2 separate regions of the Mus musculus genome follow, and region 1 is linked to region 2. A link is a contact called in public Hi-C data. All regions are on one chromosome and are shown on one strand. The core of a region is the stretch at or near the end of the contact, and the rest is flanking DNA. Distances in the headings are between cores, read along the strand shown. Region 1 has its middle 28 kb from the start of Mir3095. Region 2 overlaps Musk (muscle, skeletal, receptor tyrosine kinase).

Region 1 (7,034 bases), core at 2,847-5,346, 83 kb after region 2:
TATTTCACAAAATAGAAGTAGAAGGTACTCTACACAACTCATTTTATGAAGCCACTATTACTCTGATACCTAAACCACAGAAAGACCCAACAAAGATAGAGAACTTCAGACCAATTTCTCTTAGGAATATCGATGCAAAAATCCTCAATAAAATTCTCGCTAACCGAATCCAAGAACACATTAAAGCAATCATCCATCCTGACCAAGTAGGTTTTATTCCAGGGATGCAGGGATGGTTTAATATACGAAAATTCATCAATGTAATCCATTATATAAACAAACTCAAAGACAAAAACCACATGATCATCTCGTTAGATGCAGAAAAAGCATTTGACAAGATCCAGCACCCATTCATGATAAAAGTGTTGGAAAGATCAGGAATTCAAGGCCCATACCTAAACATGATAAAAGCAATCTACAGCAAACCAGTAGCCAACATCAAAGTAAATGGAGAGAAGCTGGAAGCAATCCCACTAAAATCAGGGACTAGACAAGGCTGCCCACTTTCTCCCTACCTTTTCAACATAGTACTTGAAGTATTAGCCAGAGCAATTCGACAACAAAAGGAGATCAAGGGGATACAAATTGGAAAAGAGGAAGTCAAAATATCACTTTTTGCAGATGATATGATAGTATATATAAGTGACCCTAAAAATTCTACCAGAGAACTCCTAAACCTGATAAACAGCTTCGGTGAAGTAGCTGGATATAAAATAAACTCAAACAAGTCAATGGCCTTTCTCTATACAAAGAATAAACAGGCTGAGAAAGAAATTAGGGAAACAACACCCTTCTCAATAGTCACAAATAATATAAAATATCTCGGCGTGACTCTAACTAAGGAAGTGAAAGATCTATATGATAAAAACTTCAAATCTCTGAAGAAAGAAATTAAAGAAGATCTCAGAAGATGGAAAGATCTCCCATGCTCATGGATTGGCAGGATCAACATTGTAAAAATGGCTATCTTGCCAAAAGCAATCTACAGATTCAATGCAATCCCCATCAAAATTCCAACTCAATTCTTCAACGAATTAGAAGGAGCAATTTGCAAATTCATCTGGAATAACAAAAAACCTAGGATAGCAAAAACTCTTCTCAAGGATAAAAGAACCTCTGGTGGAATCACCATGTCTGATCTAAAGCTTTACTACAGAGCAACTGTGATAAAAACTGCATGGTACTGGTATAGAGACAGACCAGTAGACCAATGGAATAGAATTGAAGACCCAGAAATGAACCCACACACCTATGGTCACTTGATCTTCGACAAGGGAGCTAAAACCATCCAGTGGAAGAAAGACAGCATTTTCAACAATTGGTGCTGGCACAACTGGTTGTTATCATGTAGAAGAATGTGAATCGATCCATACTTATCTCCTTGTACTAAGGTCAAATCTAAGTGGATCAAGGAACTTCACATAAAACCAGAGACACTGAAACTTATAGAGGAGAAAGTGGGGAAAAGTCTCGAAGATATGGGCACAGGGGAAAAATTCCTGAACAGAACAGCAATGGCTTGTGCTGTAAGATCGAGAATTGACAAATGGGACCTAATGAAACTCCAAAGTTTCTGCAAGGCAAAAGACACCGTCAATAAGGCAAAAAGACCACCAACAGATTGGGAAAGGATCTTTACCTATCCTAAATCAGATAGGGGACTAATATCCAACATATATAAAGAACTCAAGAAGGTGGACTTCAGAAAATCAAATAACCCCATTAAAAAATGGGGCTCAGAACTGAACAAAGAATTCTCACCTGAGGAATACCGAATGGCAGAGAAGCACCTGAAAAAATGTTCAACATCCTTAATCATCAGGGAAATGCAAATCAAGACAACCCTGAGATTCCACCTCACACCAGTCAGAATGGCTAAGATAAAAAATTCAGGTGACAGCAGATGCTGGCGTGGATGTGGAGAAAGAGGAACACTCCTCCATTGTTGGTGGGATTGCAGGCTTGTACAACCACTCTGGACATCAGTCTGGCGGTTCCTCAGAAAATTGGACATAGTACTACCGGAGGATCCAGCAATACCTCTCCTGGGCATATATCCAGAAGATGCCCCAACTGGTAAGGACACATGCTCCACTATGTTCATAGCAGCCTTATTTATAATAGCCAGAAGCTGGAAAGAACCCAGATGCCCCTCAACAGAAGAATGGATACAGAAAATGTGGTACATCTACACAATGGAGTACTACTCAGCTATTAAAAAGAATGAATTTATGAAATTCCTAGCCAAATGGATGGACCTGGAGGGCATCATCCTGAGTGAGGTAACACATTCACAAAGGAACTCACACAATATCTACTCACTGATAAGTGGATATTAGCCCAAAACCTAGGATACCCAAGATATAAGATACAATTTGCTAAACACATGAAACTCAAGAAAAATGAAGACTGAAATGTGGACACTATGCCCCTCCTTAGAAGTGGGAACAAAACACCCTGGGAAGGAGTTACAGAGATAAAGTTTTGAGCTGAGATGAAAGGATGGTCCATGTAGAGACTGCCATATCCAGGGATCCACCCCATAATTAGCATCCAAACGCTGACACCATTGCATACACTAGCAAGATTTTATCGAAAGGACCCAGATGTAGCTGTCTCTTGTGAGACTATGCCGGGGCCTAGCAAACACAGAAGTGGATGCTCACAGTCAGCTAATGGATGGATCACAGGGCTCCCAATGGAGGAGCTAGAGAAAGTACCCAAGGAGCTAAAGGGATCTGCAACCCTATAGGCGGAACAACATAATGAACTAACCAGTATCCCGGAGCTCTTGACTCTAGCTGCATATGTATCAAAAGATGGCCTAGTCGGCCATCACTGGAAAGAGAGGCCCATTGGACACGCAAACTTTATATGCCCCAGTACAGGGTAACGCCAGAGCCAAAAAGGGGGAGTGGGTGGGTAGGGGAGTGGGGGTGGGTGGGTATGGGGGACTTTTGGTATAGCATTGGAAATGTAAATGAGCTAAATACCTAATAAAAAATGGAAAAAAAAATTTAAAAAAAAATTAAAAATACAAAATGTGAAAAAAAGATGGCTCAACTTGAAAAGAAGTTATTTATTCTACAAATAATTATAATTTTTAAAGTCATATGTCCAAAGGTATCTATTTCTAAGAGAGAGAAAAAAATTGGCTGAAAAAAATCCTCTTAGTAAATATGAATAAAAAGACTTACTTCTAGTAGCAATAATACTTAACAATGACCAAGGAAGACAAGCAGAAGTAATTAAGAATGAAGCAAGTCTGTCCTTCTTAAGTTTGAGTTTTACTCAGTGTATCAAGTTAGTAAAAAAATAAAGTTTCTATTCAAAGGAAAATGAAAAATTGTTGTTTCTATATAGTAAACTGTATAAACAAAAAAGTCCGTTAGTAATCATTTTTAATAGCTCAAAAGGTCAATAGCCCAAGAAATTAAAAACAAGACGGGGCTGGGGAGCATAGCTCAGGCTGTTCTTCCAGAGAACCTATACTCCGTTCCCAGCACTCACCTGGAACAGTCTCTAACTCCGTCCCAAGGGCTCCAGCGCCCTCTTCTGGCCTCTGCAAGTACTAACTCATGTACGAGCCTCAAAAACCGCTAACAAAATAAAAAAATTCACCCCAAAAATGTAAAAACAAGAAGATAAATATGCGGGAAGGCAGATGTGGGAATGTGAAGGCAAGAGGTCTGGGGTTAAAGCACAAATCTATCTTTCAGGCTGAATGGGCCCCATAAACTTGAAATCAGCAAGCCTGTCTCATCTCCCAAGAATGCATACCAGTTAAAATTCCTTACATTCTTTTCCCTTGCCTATTATGCCTGGAAAAATACTTGAAGCCACAATGCTGGATGGAGAAATCATTTTTGTGCGTCAATATGCCAGTATTTTCTCTGGAAGGAAGAGGGGATGGTTTTCGTAGATCCTCGAGTTATGGTGATTTGACATTTTTAGTTATAAGATTTATTGTTAATACAGAAAAAGGAAAATCTTTTGCAAAAGAACATTGGAAAAACTAAGCCACTTTTATGCACTCCCCTCTTCCTTGACCTACTTGTTAAAACTTCCTGTTTGTGAAATAAACAAGAGAGTCCCTGGAGTGCTTTGAAGTCTGTGGCTTTGAGGAAATGACTGAGTAGCCCTGTCAGAATATCTCTCGGGCCACTCAAGTCCCTGGGGGCCTGTCCTCAAGGGAATCTTCTGCCTTTTGAGCCAAGAGCTCATGTGCCTCCATTCAGCAAGGGATTATCAGCATCCCAAGAACTTGGCCCTAACATACTCACTGTTAATTTGACAAATTGTGCACTTACACATCTTTCTTAGCCTCTGCCACACTGCGGCTTTAGCGGCTAAGATGCCCGCGTATTGATTGATCTTTAGAACTAGACTAGCTTCTGGGGTGCTCCACAGAAGAACGGACTGAGAGTCAGAAACCTTGGCCTGAGTCTCAAATGACCCACATAGACATCAATGTGTGATCTTGGCCAAGCCATCATTCCATTAATACTCTATAGTCACCCTCATCAATGTCCCAAACCATCTGCTGTTTATCAAACGCCATGGCCTTTTTTTAACAGCCTTATTGACTACTATCTGGAGTCTTCCTCCTTAACCTTCATAGGATACCTTTTAGGCGTTCCTACCACATGCCAGAGAGTGTTATGACAGCTTCATGCATGTATATAATATATTCTGATCATATACAATCCACTACTCTCTCCTATTCCCTTCCCTCTCCTTCCCATACAGTTCCCCTCCTGCTTTCATGAGTTTATATTTGTGACCCACTGTCACTGGGTCCTTAACCATAGCCACTAGTCCACCTGTGGCATTTAGCATCTGCATCCAGAGCTGTTATTTAGGCTTATACATCGCTTTCCCTGCATAGCCTCAGCCAAAGCCACACTCAAATCCCAGGCATTCATCCTCAGACTCAGACTCCAGACGGTATATTCCGTCTAACGATGCCCAGAAATGTCACCTCAACAGGCCCCAGGTTCAATTACACAACAGTGACCCACCCCCACCCCACCATGTCTCCTCACACTTTCCAAACCTGGAAATCATACTGATTGCTTGGGTAAAGCTGATGTTACTAGTTTACCGATGACGGTTTAAGTAGCAATTTTGAGAAGCAAAAATACTTTTTGGAACTTCAACAACTAGATCAGGTCATGCAGATTCTACCTTATTTGGTTCCCTTGTTCTTGGCTATTCTTGTCTCCATTTCCCTAATTCAAGAGTGCCAAACTCTTCTTCTCCAGCCCCTTCTACCCTCTGAACTAATTGCCTTCAGACCTTGCCAGACTTGACAACTTCCATCACATACTCCTCCCACAGTGGCCTTTTGTCAAAGGCAAGTCTGGGAGTCTCATATGGATCTCCATGTCTATACGGTTATTTAAACAGAAGAGCTTCTGTTTGTGCACAAGACCCTTTGTGATCTGGCTTCAACCTGTCCCTACACTGTCACCTCCAGGCTTCCTCCCATATACCCTGCTCTCTGCTTAGGTCCTTCATTTCCCCACAACACAACACGCTGACCCATGTATCCTTTCCTTCCTGGTACCTGCTCCTCCTGCTGATGGAATGCTGTTCTAAACCCCAGCGTGTTTTGTTGTGTTTGTTTGTAAGTTTTCTCATCCTCCTAGGATTTAGTTCCCTGGCTCTTCTGATAAGCCATCCCTTTATCCCCGGTGTGATAGATTGTGACCACAGCTATTCACAGCTTTCTGCATTTACATTTTTTAAAATTTCTATCTTTAAATTTCTATCTTTAATTGTGTATATCTGTGTGGGATTGGTTCTGTGTGTGCAGGTGGGTGCAAATGCCAGAAGAGGCCAGAAGAGGTCATCAGAGCACCTGGAGATAGAGTTACAAGTGGCTGTGAGCTGACCAACATGGGTGTTGGGATCCATGCTCAGACCCTCTGCATAAGCAGTACTAGCTCTTAAGTGATGCGCCATCTTCCCAGCCCTTGCATTTACGTTGTGCTGGGGCCTCACTATAATCAAAGTATACTTCAGCACACCTTCACTTCGCAGCTGGCTGGTGCCTTACTGCTTCATAACAACTCAGGAGCAGATATGATAATAAACCAGCTCCAAGCCCCGTTAGACAAACTGACAACATAGTTATGAAAAGAATGGGTCTGAGTTTATCCCATAAAAAGAAAGAGATAGACCTGGACCAGATCCTCTCCAGTGAGTTGACCTGAGTCAAGCTTCACTCCTTTGACCTGATGTGAATGCTCACTGTTATATGAAATTGAGATAGATGTTTTCAGTTTAGTGTAGCAATAGCTTTGCTTATCTTTTAGTGGCTACTCTTGCTGTGATGAAACACCATGACCAAAAGCAGTTGGGGAGGAAAGGGTTTATTTGTTTCCATGTCCTGAATCACATACAGCTCACTGAGAGACAGCAAAACAGGAACTCAAACTCAGTAAAAACCCAAAGGCAGGAGCTGATGCAGAGGCCATGGAATGATGCTACTTACTGTCTTGCTCACCATGACTTGCTCAGTGTGTTTCTAATAAAACCCAGGACCACAGCTCAGGTATATATCCCCACCCAAAATGGGCTGGCTCCCTGCAATCAATCACTAATTAAGAAAATGTCCTACAGGCTTGCTTGCCTACTGGCTAGTCTTAGGAAGGCGTTTTCTGAGTTGAGGTTCCATTCTCTCAGATGACTTTAGCTTGTGTCAAGGACAGCTGGCATATCAGCTGTGGCTTCTCCCCTGTCCTCTCACATGTTTCCATTCCACATCCTCCAAGAAAAGAAAGACGGCAATGCTGGCACCTTGGTCTTCTGTAGTTCCTATCGAGCTTATCTCAAACTCCAGGCAGTGAACTGAATCTTGCACACTGAGCTAGTTCTTTAAAAGGGAAAAACTGAGACTGGAAATACAGCTCAGGGGAGAGCTTGCATGGCTCTTAGCCCCTGAGTTTGGATCCTCAGCACAATGTCTGCTGGAGAAGAGAGGGATCGCCTAGGCTTGCTGACTTATAGGCAAGTTCAAAGTTCAATGA
Region 2 (6,980 bases), core at 1,253-3,752:
CCTTTTGTCCTAGAGAATTTATAACCCGGGCCAGAGAGATGGCTCAGTGGTTAAGAGCATCATTGCTTTTACAGAGGATCCTTCATTCACCCTGGGAGGCTCAACTGCCTTTAGCTCCAGCTCTGGGGGATCTGACATCTTACTCTGGACTCCTCAGCACCTGCACCTACATGTGCACACACTATGTGCATACTCCCCCACAATTAATGTACACATAATTAAAATGATAAAAAAAACCTCAAAGGAAAAAAAAAAAAAAAGAAAGAACCCCAAACCTCCCAAAGCAGCAGTACCAGTTGCAGACAAAGTGGCCAACCACATGAGCATGTGGAAGACATTTTAGATTTAAGCCACAGGAGAGGCCTAACCTGTATCTAAAATGTTTTCCTCTTTCTAGATACCAGGTTATTTACAATACCAATCAAGTAAAAGCATTCCACCTGGCAGTCTGGGTTAGTTTTAAGTCATCTCCCTTTCTCCTTTATTCCTGCCTGTCACTGATCCCTTGAAACCTTTATAAAGAATTCTCCAACGGAAGGTAGGAAATACTACAGAAGGAAAAGAGTAAGAGAAAGTAAAATATCTAAGCTCTCACTGTTCCTTTGAAATAACCATTCAGAAATAGAGAACTGGCCGAAATTTGAGAAATCTCTTGAACTGCCCTCTAACAAGAAGAGAGACCTGTCATTTCAGGAGTTGGCCTAGGTTTCCTGCTCCCTGCATTTCCCAAGATATTACAAGAACAATTATGATGGACATAGCTCCTGAACACGTACACCCTTTAAAATGGAAACCATAAGACCGGTTATAAATCTGAAAGCAATTTGGAAAATGAATGCGGCAGGTGTTCAGGGTGGGGATAGAAGAAGTATGCCTCTGTTTGTTATAAACTGTTTTGATGTAGGATTCCTGACCTTCAAATAGGGCTGCAAGTTTACCCAAGAGACATAAAGCCCAAAACATGTGAATAGATTCTGTAACAGAAAATCCTAAGGCTCAGCACTGGCCACGTCTTTTGTTCATAGTGCTGGTGAGTGCTGCCATACTCACCCATGGGAAGATTAGATCGTGTGAAATCAGATTACCTGTAGCAAGAGAAGTGTAACATCAAAATAGTTATAAAATCTCTCCGAATCACTAAATAATTTCAAACTCCTATTCAGCACTTTGCTTGCTTATATAACAAAAACATGTTTTCTTACATGAAAGTGAATTACAAAATAAAGACATTTGATGCGCGTTTCACTGGCTAGGAAGCAGATCTCACCGAGCTCCCCTGATCACTGAGCATCTCCCTGATGACGTAGGCTGCATTCTCCGCCTGTGGCTACCCACCGAAGCAATGGGATCTGCTATCCAACTATATCCAAGTTCATTCCTGCAGGGGATGAAGTTAGCCAGACTTTTATTTTTGGTTGCAGCTGCTGGGATTGTTGTGGACGGTTGTTAAGTGTTTGGAATTTCTCTCAGCCCACCTTCACCTTTCACATTTAAAACTGGAAACCAATACAGATGGGGAGCCACACACGAGCCTTATTGCTGATAAAGCTGGATCGAAGAAGGAAGCCTTCTCATCTAGCTAACAAGGAGACTAGCGTAACATGTGTTTGTCATGCTTGCCTCTCCAGCCTTTCCCATGACTCATCTTAATGTCTGGGTAGAGAAGTCCTGACCTGGTAACCTTTTGGTAAACTTCCACCCGCATATCAAGCTCTTTCCCTTCATAGAGGTATGATAGGCAAAAGAATGGTGGTCCAGCAGGGCTGACCTACACAAACTATAAATAACTTCTTTTGCCTTAGCTTACCAGAAAAGTCACCCACTCACTCTCCTACTCATCCACTTATTCATTTAACAAATACTTATGATTTCTTACCCTCTACCAGGCAGGGTACATCTAGCAATACACAGAGACCCACATATATAGGTCAGCCTGCAGTGATGGGCAAAGCCAAGCTAGACCTTGATAATGTTTGCATCCTAGGGAGAGGGACAGCCACAAAACAAATAAATAAAGGACCCACAGTTGTCAAGTGGTGCTAAGTGATATGTGAATATAACCAGAATGAGGGGCATGGAGGGCACAATGAAAACAAGACATTTCAATGGAACCCAAAGGTATGGAGTGTGCTTAGAACCTCCTTTGGGAGGAGGAAAAGTGAAAGGAAAGCTTGAAGATGTCTGTCACTACTGCAAAGGGAAGGCCGACTCTTGTCTTTTGGAGATAACTCAAGAGTGTGGGATAGGCTGGCTTCAGTGTAATCTCCGGTCATTTTCTTCTCTTAACACACTGCACTTAATGATGAAGTCCACTTTGGAGAGAACAACTATTTATTAGCAGTTTTATAGTCTCGGATACACCTATGTGGCCAATAGTACCCATCACGTGTGCCCAAACAGAGCCCCTAGAAAGCACTGGATCAGGCAGGATAGGGGATCCATGAAGTTCGACATCATGATGAGCTGTGCAAGAGCAGCTGGCTGACTTATTCACTATCTCACTTATGCTTAGCTGTGTTGTGCAATATAGACCATCAAGGGTTTCGCAATGTACCTAAGTGGCAATCCATATAATGCAATAGCTGCCAAAAGAAAAGAGAAATGCTGTAAATCAGAACGCAATAAACCCACCCTTGTTACTACATTTCCAAGAAGAATTTGAAGTTCTCGAATTAAAACATTTGCTTCTATAAATCAAAATAGGAGAAAGAATCTAGATTTCCTATTTTTTCCAGTTTGTTTTTATTGTCCTAGTTTTTATCCAAAAGGCCCTCGTTTCAAGTCCAAGGGCTCAGTCAAGCCATTCGAACACTGCTGTAACAAGACTGAAACCAACATGATCCAACTCCCAGTCTTACAAGGCCCACACTGTTCTCAGTGCTCAAAGGCAGTGAGCCCCATGTGCTTCCGATTACAGTGACTCAACTCCAAACCTGCAGTGCCAGCCCCTGCACACACTATTCCAGCCATGTGTTACAGATGTGTGGCATAGCCTAGATCTCCATTACTATCACCAGAAAACAAGAACAGTTATGTGGCTGACCCCTGCTAGAATGCCGGTCAGCCTGGGTTTGGCTGTCAAAAGAGAACAGCCTGTGAACTTGGATTCAGTGGGGAAAATAAGAATCCAAAGTGAGCACTTAGATGATATGGCCCTTAAATCTCTTTCAGAGCATAGCAGATTTCTTCCCTCTTTTTTCTGCATTCTGAGTTTGACAAACATGATCTCCAGGATATTGCTTCTTGTGTTCCTGAACTCTGATTTTTGTTGGGTGTTTAATTAGATACCAGGACCTTCTAAAGCCAGGTTATTGTTGTTATTTTTTAGATAACGTCATATGGTATGTAGTTCATGTTGACCTCAAGCTCCCATGTAGCTGAAGATGACCACTTGGACTCCAATTTTCCTGCCTTTATTTCCTCAATGCTGGGATTACAGACATGTCCTACTCCATGTGGTCTATGTGGTGCTAGGGACTGAACCCAGGGCTTTGTATAACTTAGGCAATCACTCTACCCAGGAAACTATACCTCTAGCCCTCAATTTTAGTTTTAAGAGACAGATTCAACTGCATGTTAACCATTCACTATATTAAAAGAAAAAAAAACTTAGTACTTTTTCAGCACTGTTGTCATTGAACATGACATTTTTATCACTTTTCTGTCCTCTCAACTTTGGGATACAACATTAACATATTTAAAGTGATTGACCCCAAATGGTGTTATAAATAACACATCTTAGAGTCCTCAATATCAAAAGATAGGAAGTCAAGTTAATTCAATTTTGCACCAACCAAAGATCCAGGTGTCAAGGGAGATAGGCACATTTGTATACCCTTGAGTGATGTGACCTTCTGAAGAGGTCAAAAGATAAAGGGACTGCTGAGGAGGTCCAGCCTCGCTGGGACTGTTTTGTCAATCTTCCCCCTTGTCCACATGAACTCTATGAATTTCATGAACCAGAAGAGCTAAGTCAAATTGCCATGACAACTAGGGTTTAGAATTCCTGTCATGTGTTGGGCTCGGGCCCTAGAAAACATCAGAAAAGAGCATAAAATATGTTGACAATAGGAAAACAAAAAGATTTCATAATAGCTTAAAAGCCTGTTGGACTTAACATCAGAAGGCATGAGACCAGGCTCATTACCATCACTGCTGTTACTCTGGGAAAGTAAATAAACTTAATGAGGATTCAGTTTCCACTGAATCAGAAAAGGAGGACAGAAATGTAGCTCATCTTCTGAACTGCGTTCTCCAATTCACTCTGAGTTTTCACCACTCTCTTTTTAATTCAGGATAGAACTGCTAAGCCTGAAGATTGATTTTTTTTTAAATTGGTGAAGATGTATAACCATAAGAAACGCAGGAGACTCAAACTCCTCCTCACACTTATCCTAAACGCTCCTCCCCCAACCCCATCATCTCATTCTTTGAAATGTGTGATATGTTTGAATTTGTTCTCAATACGAGAGAAAAGAGTTGAGGGTATAAACCAGTAATTATTTCTTTAGTTTGCTAAAATAGTGTCTTGGGTTTATTTTCATCATGAATTCTTCTGGGCACTCAATCCAGCAGGAAACAAAACAGACCAAGACATTCTAATGGGGCAGCTGAAGGACACATAAGTGGGAACTGACCAAGTATCAGATAGCAGTGAGTGTGTAACCATCATAAGATAGAAGGGCAAAGGTGATTGGGAGTTGTACTGTGTGATGGATGATTATGGCTCTAAGAAAATGTCCCTTAAAGTGAGACACGAGTTATACACATAAGGAACCCATCGCATTTAGATATGAGCATAAATGTTCTAGACTGGGTATTGACCAAGGTAAACTTCTATGTTGGAACTAAGCTCAGTGTGTCCTGGGGTGGTGACAAATGCAGGATCATAGCACTGAGAGCCTAGAGGGCAAGCATAGCAATACTGAAGGGGTGAGCATACTCAGGGCACACAGTGTGACTGGAGTTTTAAAGTCCTGCCTTGCTTAGCCAATCACTCATGCCCTTTGTTTTCCTAACAGTTTTTGCAAGAATCCTGCGTGCTCCTGAATCCCACAATGTCACCTTTGGTTCCTTTGTAACCCTACGCTGCACAGCAATAGGCATCCCTGTCCCCACCATCAGCTGGATTGAAAACGGAAATGCTGTGAGTGCCATGTGATCGGGGTGATTTGGGGAAGACTTGCTGGTGGTGACTTGCTGCACACAGCATGTACCAGTAGCTGTGTGGTGATTTGAATAAGAACAGCCCCTGGTGCCTCATATGTTTGAGTATGTTGTCCCTACCTAGTTGGTGGAACTCTTTGGGAAGGATTAGGAGGTATGTCACTGGGACACTTTTGAGGTATCAAAGAGCTATTCACTCTGCCACTCTCTCTGCCTTCAGTTTGCTGATCAAGATGTAGGCTCTGAACTGTTCCTGCTGCCATACCTTTGCTCCACCATCATGGACTCCAATCCTCTGAAACCATAAACCTCAAATGAAATGTTATCATTTATAAATCACCATGGTCATAGTATTTTATTATAGCAATATGATACAAAGTACACAGTGACTAAGATAGTGTTACAATTTCTATCTATATTGCTGGTCCTAGTTTTACCAGTGTTTAAAGCTGTCCTTGGTAGCAGAAACCACTGGCATCAAACCCTGGGAGTTGACATTCTACCCTGTACCACATATCTTTTACTTTTTTTGTATGTAAAAGAAAAATGGTTCTAAGTCCTCCCTATAACTAAAATAACTTTCATAAAATGTTCCAGGAAAAGGCCAGTCTACTGGTGGAGGTTACTTTAATGGAAAATAATCCAGAATTGTAATCCACTCAACATTTCATTTTTAATAGTGCTACTAGTAGCTAATGTGATCACATGGTTATTTGAGCCAGGTCCTCTTCTAAGTACTTTACATACAAGCATTCTCACATTCACTTTATGAACAAGTATTGAGCATCTGAGCAATAAGTAATATTGTAGGCTCTGTGGCAACAAGAGCAAGAAAAATGAGAGACCTTCCTTGATGTCAAACAGCTTCCATTCTGATGTGAAAGGATAGAGAATAAAATCAAAGAGACTTGCGTGAATTACGCTATCTATGACAAAACAAAACAAACAAGCAAGCAAACAACAACAACAATGAAAACCCATAAATCTGGAGATGAGTCAGAGAGTTGGACCTTAGGAGACAGATTCCAGTTTCAGGAGAGTAGTTGAGTCTACTTGGTACCAAGGCACCTGGGAAGAGGTCGGGATATGATGAAAGGGGAAGCTGTATGCATAGCTGCTGGAAAATTACCAAAGTCTCTGAGATAAGGGTGTAGACACGATTTGTTGGAGGAGCAGCAAGGTTTGTGTGGTTAGAGACCAGTGAGTGAAGAGTGCAGAGATGAGGGGTGCACGTGGCCTCTGTGAATCAAAAATTCCTGCCAAGGCTGGGAAGCAGCTTCAGCTGTCCTTCACCTGACAGGGGACTCGGTTGCAAGTCTGTTTTCATTGTCTATTGTCCCATGACTCTTCCCCATTGTCCCCTGTTCCCTCATGTCTGGTTATCTTTGACTGACCACTGTTCATTATACTGGAACGAAGATGTCTAATTTGAGGGCTGGAGGGCGGTACTTTCTTCTGGAAAAGATCTTTGCTTCACTCTGTCAGAATCTAAGGGTTACTTCTACTCTTGGGCCACGTAAGGTTCGAAGCTCCTTGTATATGCCTAGTCATTATAGTACAGGTGTAATAGATGGACTATGTCTCTTACAGATCACATTGAGATGATCCGGATACCTAGTGCTTTGACACCTCTCATTTTTGCTATCTAATTATTCTCTATGCTTTATCATTGCTACATTTATTTTTCTCTTCTCACTCATTAAAGACAACCAAAGGAAAATTAAAATTTTCCAAGGTTGGGAAGTCTTTCATGGGAAGAATAATACTCTACATTTTTTGTATGTGAATTTTTTTCTGGAGTTCTTTTCAGTATG

What was found. Hi-C and Micro-C count contacts between places; a contact is called where the count stands out from the background.
Region 1: a contact with region 2 is called in a Hi-C map of uterus, with 3 times the contacts expected there. The contact joins two enhancer-like sites. A contact is called at or near these places in 1 of 15 datasets of contacts at CTCF or cohesin (the NIH/3T3 cell line), 4 of 484 Hi-C or Micro-C datasets (the 3T3-L1 cell line, 3T3-L1-derived adipocytes and uterus) and 1 of 115 datasets of contacts at active chromatin or transcription factors (bone marrow-derived macrophages).

Annotation. Positions count from the first base shown.
Region 1 is chr4:58,409,840-58,416,873 of GRCm38.p6, forward strand. No RefSeq gene overlaps it. Among named protein-coding and RNA genes, the nearest start is that of Mir3095, 28 kb to the right of the region's middle. Within about 2 kb of position 4,097, at least 48 of the 459 cell types and tissues checked have an H3K27ac peak or open chromatin away from gene starts, as enhancers often do. A contact at or near this core is called in the NIH/3T3 cell line and uterus, where this site is marked.
Region 2 is chr4:58,328,544-58,335,523 of GRCm38.p6, forward strand. Musk (muscle, skeletal, receptor tyrosine kinase) reads left to right here. Exons shown (of 15, transcript NM_001037129.1): 7 at 5,022-5,146. Among named protein-coding and RNA genes, the nearest start is that of Musk, 46 kb to the left of the region's middle. Within about 2 kb of position 2,503, at least 55 of the 459 cell types and tissues checked have an H3K27ac peak or open chromatin away from gene starts, as enhancers often do. A contact at or near this core is called in the NIH/3T3 cell line and uterus, where this site is marked.